Regions from separate parts of the Rattus norvegicus genome. Here region 1 is linked to region 2. The links are chromatin contacts, called in public Hi-C maps. All regions are on one chromosome and are shown on one strand. Each heading gives the region's core, a stretch centred on a gene start, on an enhancer-like site or on the middle of the called end of the contact. The rest is flanking DNA. Distances are from core to core; before and after follow the strand shown.

Evidence for each region. A called contact is a pair of places that touch in the nucleus more often than the background predicts.
Region 1: a contact with region 2 is called in a Hi-C map of psoas muscle, with 2.6 times the contacts expected there. The contact joins two enhancer-like sites. A contact is called at or near these places in 10 of 12 Hi-C or Micro-C datasets (the A7r5 cell line, the Rat2 cell line, Schwann cells and 5 more) and 1 of 1 datasets of contacts at active chromatin or transcription factors (oligodendrocytes).

Annotation. Positions count from the first base shown.
Region 1 is chr17:72,107,793-72,111,770 of GRCr8, forward strand. No RefSeq gene overlaps it. Among named protein-coding and RNA genes, the nearest start is that of Pfkfb3, 160 kb to the left of the region's middle. Within about 2 kb of position 2,344, at least 53 of the 93 cell types and tissues checked have an H3K27ac peak or open chromatin away from gene starts, as enhancers often do.
Region 2 is chr17:71,950,016-71,953,943 of GRCr8, forward strand. Pfkfb3 (6-phosphofructo-2-kinase/fructose-2,6-biphosphatase 3) reads left to right here. Exons shown (of 18, transcript NM_057135.1): 2 at 2,310-2,435; 3 at 3,666-3,762. Among named protein-coding and RNA genes, the nearest start is that of Pfkfb3, 7.0 kb to the left of the region's middle. Within about 2 kb of position 1,401, at least 35 of the 93 cell types and tissues checked have an H3K27ac peak or open chromatin away from gene starts, as enhancers often do.

The DNA of each region.
Region 1 (3,978 bases), core at 1,094-3,593, 160 kb after region 2:
TACATCTACACAATGGAATATTACTCAGCTATCAAAAACAACGAGTTTATGAAATTCGTAGGCAAATGGTTGGAACTGGAAAATATCATCCTGAGTGAGCTAACCCAATCACAGAAAAACATACATGGTATGCACTCATTGATAAGTGGCTATTAGCCCAAATGCTTGAATTACCCTAGATCCCTAGAACAAACGTAACTCAAGACAGATGATCAAAATGTGAATGCTTCACTCCTTCTTTAAATGAGGAAAAAGAATACCCTTGGCAGGGAAGGGAGAGGCAAAGATTAAAACAGAGACTGAAGGAACATCCATTCAGAGCCTGCCCCACATTTGGCCCATACATATACAGCCACTCAATTAGACAAGATGGATGAAGCAAAGAAGTGCAGACCGACAGGAGCCGGATGTAGATCGCTCCTGAGAGACACAGCCAGAATACAGCAAATACAGAGGCGAATGCCAGCAGCAAACCACTGAACTGAGAATAGGTCCCCTATTGAAGGAATCAGAGAAAGAACTGGAAGAGCTTGAAGGGGCTCGAGACCCCAAAAGTACAACAATGCCAAGCAACCAGAGCTTCCAGGGACTAAGCCACTACCTAAAGACTATACATGGATTGACCCTGGACTCTGACCCCATAGGTAGCAATGAATATCCTAGTAAGAGCACCAGTGGAAGGGGAAGCCCTGGGTCCTGCTAAGACTGAACCCCCAGTGAACTAGTCTATGGGGGGAGGGCGGCAATGGGGGGAGGGTTGGGAGGGGAACACCCATAAGGAAGGGGAGGGGGGAGGGGGATGTTTGCCCGGAAACCGGGAAAGGGAATAACACTTGAAATGTATATAAGAAATACTCAAGTTAATAAAAAAAAAAAAAAACAAAAAAAAAAAACAAAAAAAAACAAAACAAAACAAAAAAACAAAAGAGAACAGGGCACACCTTCGTGTTCTCTACACATTTGGGAAGAACGTGTGAGAAAAAGCGCATGTTCCAGTAGAGTCTGATCTTTGTCTTGTTTGGGGGTGCGTTATTTTAATAAGCGGTGATTTAAATTATGATGCTATTTTAGACTATATAGCATTCATTCATGTTCTTTGGTCATGGTTAGTTATTATTACATCATTGGTGGCGGCCAAGATGCCAGCTGTGGTTTTAACGAAGGGCGGACTGCATTGTGTGGAGAAGTTATGAATGGTGTGTGTGTGTGTGTGTGTGTGTGTGTGTGTGTGTGTGTGTGTGTGTGTGTATGAGTTTGTGAGACTGTGTGCACAGAGAGACCTGAGGAGGATGCCAGGTGTCTTGCTCTGATGGTCCCTACCCTGTTCCCTTGAGACAGGGTGTCCAACTGAGAGGGAAGCTTGCCATTCACGTAGGCTGACTGACAGGCAAGCTCCCAGGAACGCTGCCTCAGCTTCTATTGCTGGGTTTATGGGCATGCGCAGCCATACCTCTCCTTTTATGGACGCAGCATAAGCATGAAGACTTGAGTTCAGAACTCCCAGTACCCACACAAAAAGCCAGGTGCAATGAGTTTGCAAGCCCAGCAATGGATTAAGACAGAGACAGGAAAATTATAGGGGCTTCCTGGCCCTAGCTAGTTTACATGAAAGAGTAAACTCCAGGTTCACTGAGAGACCTTGCTTCAAAATTAGGTAGAGAGTGATAGAGATCACGTGGCTACCTCTGGCTTCTCTGTGTCCATATATAGGTTATCAAAATTATACACATATGGACACACATGTACATACACCCTTACACACACACACACACACACACGTGCATACACATGTCTCAAAAATATCTGTATCTAAGTAGGACTCACCGTTCTTTCATGCACCCTTGTTATTACTCGGATCTGCTATGCACTGGGCACTTGGTGTGGTGTTGGGGATCAACGGGCAAGTGAAATCAAAGAAGCCTCTGTACCCCTACAGCTGGTAGACATGAATCACACCACTTGGAAGTCTTTGGCTACACAGAGGACTTCTAAAGTCCCTTGTGGCTCTCTGAAATTAAACATTTCTTTTTCCGTCTCTGATGCTTGTAGCTGTCAAAGAGGAGACTCATGTGTTCCCTGAATCCCAGGATCCAGAGCAGCAGGAATTTGGCTGTCAGGTTGTGGAGAGTGTCCTTGTCCTGGCTTTGGCCCGCAATATTGCCTGAAGTAGAAGTCGCTCTGGGATCCTTGCCTCCCACCTTCTCCCTCACCTCACCAGCCTCCCTCCCTCATGCCGGGTTTTGTGGTTACTGCCGGTTTTAAGCTCCCCCTAAGCTTGTTGCTGCCTGTGCTGAATTGGATTTCTCTTGGCACTGGTCCCAGCCTCTTCTCTGAACTTTCTGGCCATTAGCCTGGTGCTGACTGGTACCAGCCTCATGGGATTTGACACTGACACAGCTCCATTCACCAGAATGGTTGGAGTGGACTTCTCGGCTAAGCCCATTCCTCCCTGTCTTTTCTTTCTGTCTCATCTGCGATGGCACTTTCCGGGGCCTCTGTGGTGGAAGTCTGTAAGGCATGGGGGTGCACTCATTTACCCAGTGGGAAGCAAGCGACGCTGTGTACCTGGCGTTGACTAGAGGTTAAGACTGCAGCAACAGCCCTTGAACTCACTACTTCATTAGGAAGAAAGCAGCAAGTTCAGCCCCACCCTCGCTCAGCTTCCTGTAACTGTCACCGAGCACCTGGGATGTTTCAAAAGGAGGGAAGGCTTACTTTAGCTTATGGTTTCAGGACTTACTTCCCAAAGCTGCTTGGTGGTTAATATCAAATATCATGGTGGGGGTATGTGGTGGAGCAGTCATTCCCATCACTCACAGAGTCCAGGAAAGAAAAGGCAAGAGGGTGGGAAGTGGGTCCCAACATCTTCCTAAAAGACCCGTACCCAATGGTATAGCTTCTGTTTGTTCCAGATGCTGGTATTTTCCCTACTTCCCCCTTAGGGACACTGTGTAGGTCCCAGGGTTCGAACTCACCAAGATGACGTTCCCTTGTACTATAACGTACCTTTTCCAAAACTGTTAGCTCACTACTGCCTGCGACTCCGCTTTCAAGTGACGTGACACCCTCACGCAGACATACGTGCGGGCAAAGCACCAACGTACATAGAATAGAGATAAAATCCTAAGTTTAAAAACAATTAAGATTATTGTTGATACATTGTATGTATATAATATATATTAGCATAAATACACATCATTCCTCCCATCCACTGTCTCCAGTGAGCATACGGAACATATGGCCCAACGGAATCAAGGGGCTTTGATTTTGTTGTTGTATTAGATTTGTTCCTATTTGATCATTAGTTTCTATTATCTTTTGGCAGCTTAAGAATAATCTATAAAAATATTTAAAGTGAGAGGGTGGTATCTATCTATCTATATCCATATCTCTATATATGTAACGATCAAATAGGAACCCATCTAATAAAAAACAACAAGCCAAGGCCCCTTACCTGCACTGGGATGCTCATGGGAGAGCTGGCAACGTCGTATTAGTGTTTATTTATGCTCATATCCTTTCACAATGCACTGTGCTTCCAAATACTTAGAACTTGCTATTGGATTCAGTCAGGTTTTATTTCTACGAAGCCATTGCTGTTATATCTTTAAATCTTTCTGTTGTTGGGTAGAGTGTTGGTGCTTTTTTGAGACAGGATCTTATGTAGCCCTGGCAAACCTGGGCTAACTAACTCCTAGAGACCTGCCTCCCAAGTGTAAGCATTAATGACATGTGCCGCCATGCCTGGCTAAATTTCTTTCCTTAGTACAAATGTTGGCGGTGCTTTTCGGTAATGGGCTCTATTGTCAAATAGGAAACCCTTTGTGGGCACACGATTTACTCAACTCTGGTGCTGTAGTGTGAACTCAGCCACGGGACAACACATGTATGAATGAATGTGGCTGTGTTTCAGTGAAACGTTGTCTCTAAAAACAAGTAGTGGGCTGGGTTGGTGTACCTGATGGTGTACCTGAGTTG
Region 2 (3,928 bases), core at 151-2,650:
GTTTGTCTTTGAAAATTCTGTTGTTTGAACTCAGTATACTGAGTTGGTTGGGGGAAAGTTGGAATTCCTAGGAAAGTTAGGGATCGGATCCAGGGAGAGGTTGGAGGTGAGGGTGAGGGGTCATGGTTGGTGTCCCTTTGTCAGTGGTAAAAAAATGTCTATGAAGATAAGAACCTGAGGGCAGGTGGCAGCAGGTTGTGAGCTCAGGGAGACCCCTTGAGCAGGGTCGTGAGGTTTTTTTTTTTTTTTTTGTTTTTGTTTTTTCGGAGCTGGGGACCGAACCCAGTGCCTTGCGCTTCCTAGGTAAGCGCTCTACCACTGAGCTAAATCCCCAGCCCCAAGGTCGTGAGTTTTAAAAGAGTCTGTGATTGGGATGCTAGGTTATCTGCAAGGGTTTGCTCATCTTACGGTGCTGGGATGTCTGGGTGAGGGGAAGCTACACTTGGTTTGGCCACTGCTCTAGCTCCTCAGCTTTGAGCACATGGGGAGAATGAATGGCTTCTGCTTTGTCAACTAAGGGAGTGATCCAGGTTTATTGGCGCCTGAAATCCCACAGAACTCTGCTGAGTCTACCGTATCGTATCGTTTTCTCCCCACCTCCCCCTTCCAAAGTGTCTACCGCCAGGGGGATTATCCCTATGACTACTAGATAGGCATAATCCCCGATCTGATAACTCGGTCGACTTCTGCCTCTCTGCATCCCTGACACAATTCCAACAGAAACAGTCCGTGCACACAAGCATAATATGGGTGCCTGTCTGGGGGCTTCCAGTAGAAATGGCTCAGTGCAGTTGTTAGGGAGGAAGAAGGGACCATTGGCTAGAGGGACAGGAGCTCTAGGAACCTGTTCTTTCTAGGGCCTCTAGAATGCATCCGTGGGCAATGTCCCGAAGGGCTGGTTTGTCATCTGCATTCTCTTGTCTAGATAGCCTCGCACTCTTCACATGCAGGTCCCCATTATCAGAGAGAACACATACCTCTGCTTATCAGACATGCTTCTACTCAGATCCTAGGCTGCAGATCTAAAGCAAAGGATCCATGTTGGGTACCCCCCCTTCGGACCAGGCTTCCCATGAACCTCTGTCTAAATCTGTACGGCTGGTACAACTGACTCGTCTCTTTCCCTGCAGGCTTCGAAGCCTGTCTGAGACAAGGGAAGGCCAGCTGGGCTCGAGTTGGCAGGCGGCCTCTTTGGCCTGTGAGCTCCCTTGTCACCAGGATGCAGGAGTCGCCTGAGAGTCTCGGGGGCAAAGAGACGGCCAAGGGAATGTTGGAATGTTGGTTTGTCTAGCGGGGTTCCTCTGGCTGCTCTCTAAAAACCTCCGTCCCTGGTGTTTTGTCTCATTGTGATTCTAAGGCTATATGGGGCACTCATTCATCACAGGCAACAGCATCTCTGGGAGCCTGCCTGGGACTTAGTGACCAGCTTACTTAGGACCCTCTGACTGGCTATTACCTTGGCAGACTCATGCATCCCTCTGAACTTGGCGTCCATCAAATCCTGGCAGCAGAATGGGGGGGGGTGGTCAGGAAGGTCGTGAGAGGCAGAGGCATGGTGCCCAGCCAGGGGGCCCAGCATTTGGGTCCATGACCTACTTTTACTCGATAAGCCCTATTTAACTTTTTTTTTTTTTTTTAAAGAAAGTCTCAGTGGAGCTTAGAAAATGTCTTCCCTCTTGGTTTTCTGGGTCTCACTCATGTCTGTTTCCTACCTGTTTGGGAAGCCATCTCTCCTCCATGCTGATTTTTACCCTTCCTGGCATTAGGGTCCCATCTTTGTACCCCCATGAGATGCTCTTCCACCATTTTGCTAGCGATTGGAATCCCTGTCTGGAGCTCAGCCCCTCCCTATCTGATTTCACCTTCGCCTTCCGAACTACCGTTCACCTGTTGCCAATATTGCCTGAAAAGTGAGACTGAAATACGAGGCCAAGGGTCGTTAGGTGAGGATGGGGTGAGGCAGTCTCGTTGGGTCATCAGATAGCAGGGGCTTTGGGATGTGCAATGACGTCATAACTTTAGAGCGAGTCTTTTGTGCTGCTTTGAGATGGTTGTCCATAGCTGCCCAGGCTGGCCTGGACCTAACTCTGTGTAGCCCAAGCTGGTTTGGAACTCGACTAAGTAGCAGAGGATCGCCTCAAACACTGAGTGATCCTCCCGTGTCTGTCTCCTAAGGGCCGGGATTACCGACATGTGCCACCATACCCAATTTTGGTCCTATTCTTCAAAATAATGTCTTTGGGCATAGGACTCACGCCATCAGTTTTGCTGTTCGATTGATGGATGGCCCCTTTCTTAATTTTTTCCAGCCTGTGGGCCGAAGCTGACCAACTCCCCAACGGTGATTGTGATGGTGGGGCTCCCAGCCCGGGGTAAGACTTACATCTCCAAGAAGCTGACTCGCTACCTCAACTGGATAGGTGTTCCAACGAAAGGTAAGCCAGGTTTGAAGGCTAGGAGCTGGAACCCTCAGGCGGGGCCACTCCCAGCAACCGTCCTGGATTATGGAGTCTGATCCTGCTTCCCAGTTATCTTAGTTCACCTTCCCTTTCATTAGGCTCCCTGTGGTGACCTCATTCTCCGTGGAGCTTTTTCTTTGAGAGTCCCGTGGTGTGTAACTACAGCCTTCCTTTAGTAGCTATCCTCAGTAGGAATTAGCATCACCCGCTGTGCTGAGAAACTTTGATGCTTTTAAATACTGGTGTTGACTCCAGATCTACATATGATAAACAGTAACTATTAAATGGGGCCTTATCACCATGGTGGTACCAGCAGGAACACAGCTAATTTAGACATGGTAGGAGTAACTTAGAATCACTAGATCAACAAGCAGCCAAGGCTGGCTGATCTTGTCAGTGAGACCCAGTCATGTGTGGATACCATAGGCAACAGTCATCTTTATTTATTCTATCATTTATTTCTTTTGTTTATATATGTATATATAAATATATTATGTTTCCCCTGCAAATACGTACGTGTACTACACGTATGTGTGTCATGCCCCAAATGGCCAGAATAGGGAGTCAGATCCCTTGAAACCAGAGTTACAGATGTGCTGGGAACTAAACCCTGGTTCTGTGCAGGAGCAGCAAGTGCTCTTAACTGCTGAGCTAACTCTCCAGCCCATTTATTTATATTTATGATTTTGAGACAGTTATTTCATAGCTTGAATGAAGTATACAGCTAGCGAACTTCTGATCCCCCTGTCTACGACGTCTCTGTGCTGGGATTGCAGGGATGCATTACCATGCCCGACTTTGGGTGCTGGGATCCAGCCCAGTGTTCTATTCATGCTAGACAATCACTTTTAACAACTGAGCTACATTGTAATTTATTTCGCACTATTCCTACATTGTAACTTTTTTTTTTTTTTTTTTTTTTTTTTGCTAGACTCTTGGCTGTCTTCGCAGCTTGTTTCTAATTGATGGCTTTGGGAGGCTTGGGCTAGTATCTGGTTCCTGAAAGACAGCTTCTGGTATAGCAAACAGGATGGGTGCTGTCCTTGGTCTAGTCCTGTTTCCCAGACAGTGACCCAGGAGAGACAAGCCTGGACTAGGGATTCCACACTGTTTCCATATGAAATTCCGTATCCAGATAGCTATTAGCTGGCTTTCTCTTGGTTGGGAAGCTTCTTGTTCCTGATGGTCCTTGTCTCTCCTGTCCAGTGTTCAATGTGGGAGAATACCGACGGGAGGCTGTGAAGCAATACAGCTCTTACAACTTCTTCCGCCCTGACAATGAGGAGGCCATGAGAGTCCGAAAGTAAGTGAGGTGCCTTGAGTGTGTGTGTGTATGAATCTGTACCTGAGGAGAACCTTGCATTTTCCTTTAAAAAGTTATCTTATGTGTATGGGTCTTTTGCCTCTGTGTATGTTAGTGCCTGGTGCCTGGGGTAGCCAGGTTGTGATCTAGGTGCATGCTGGGAATC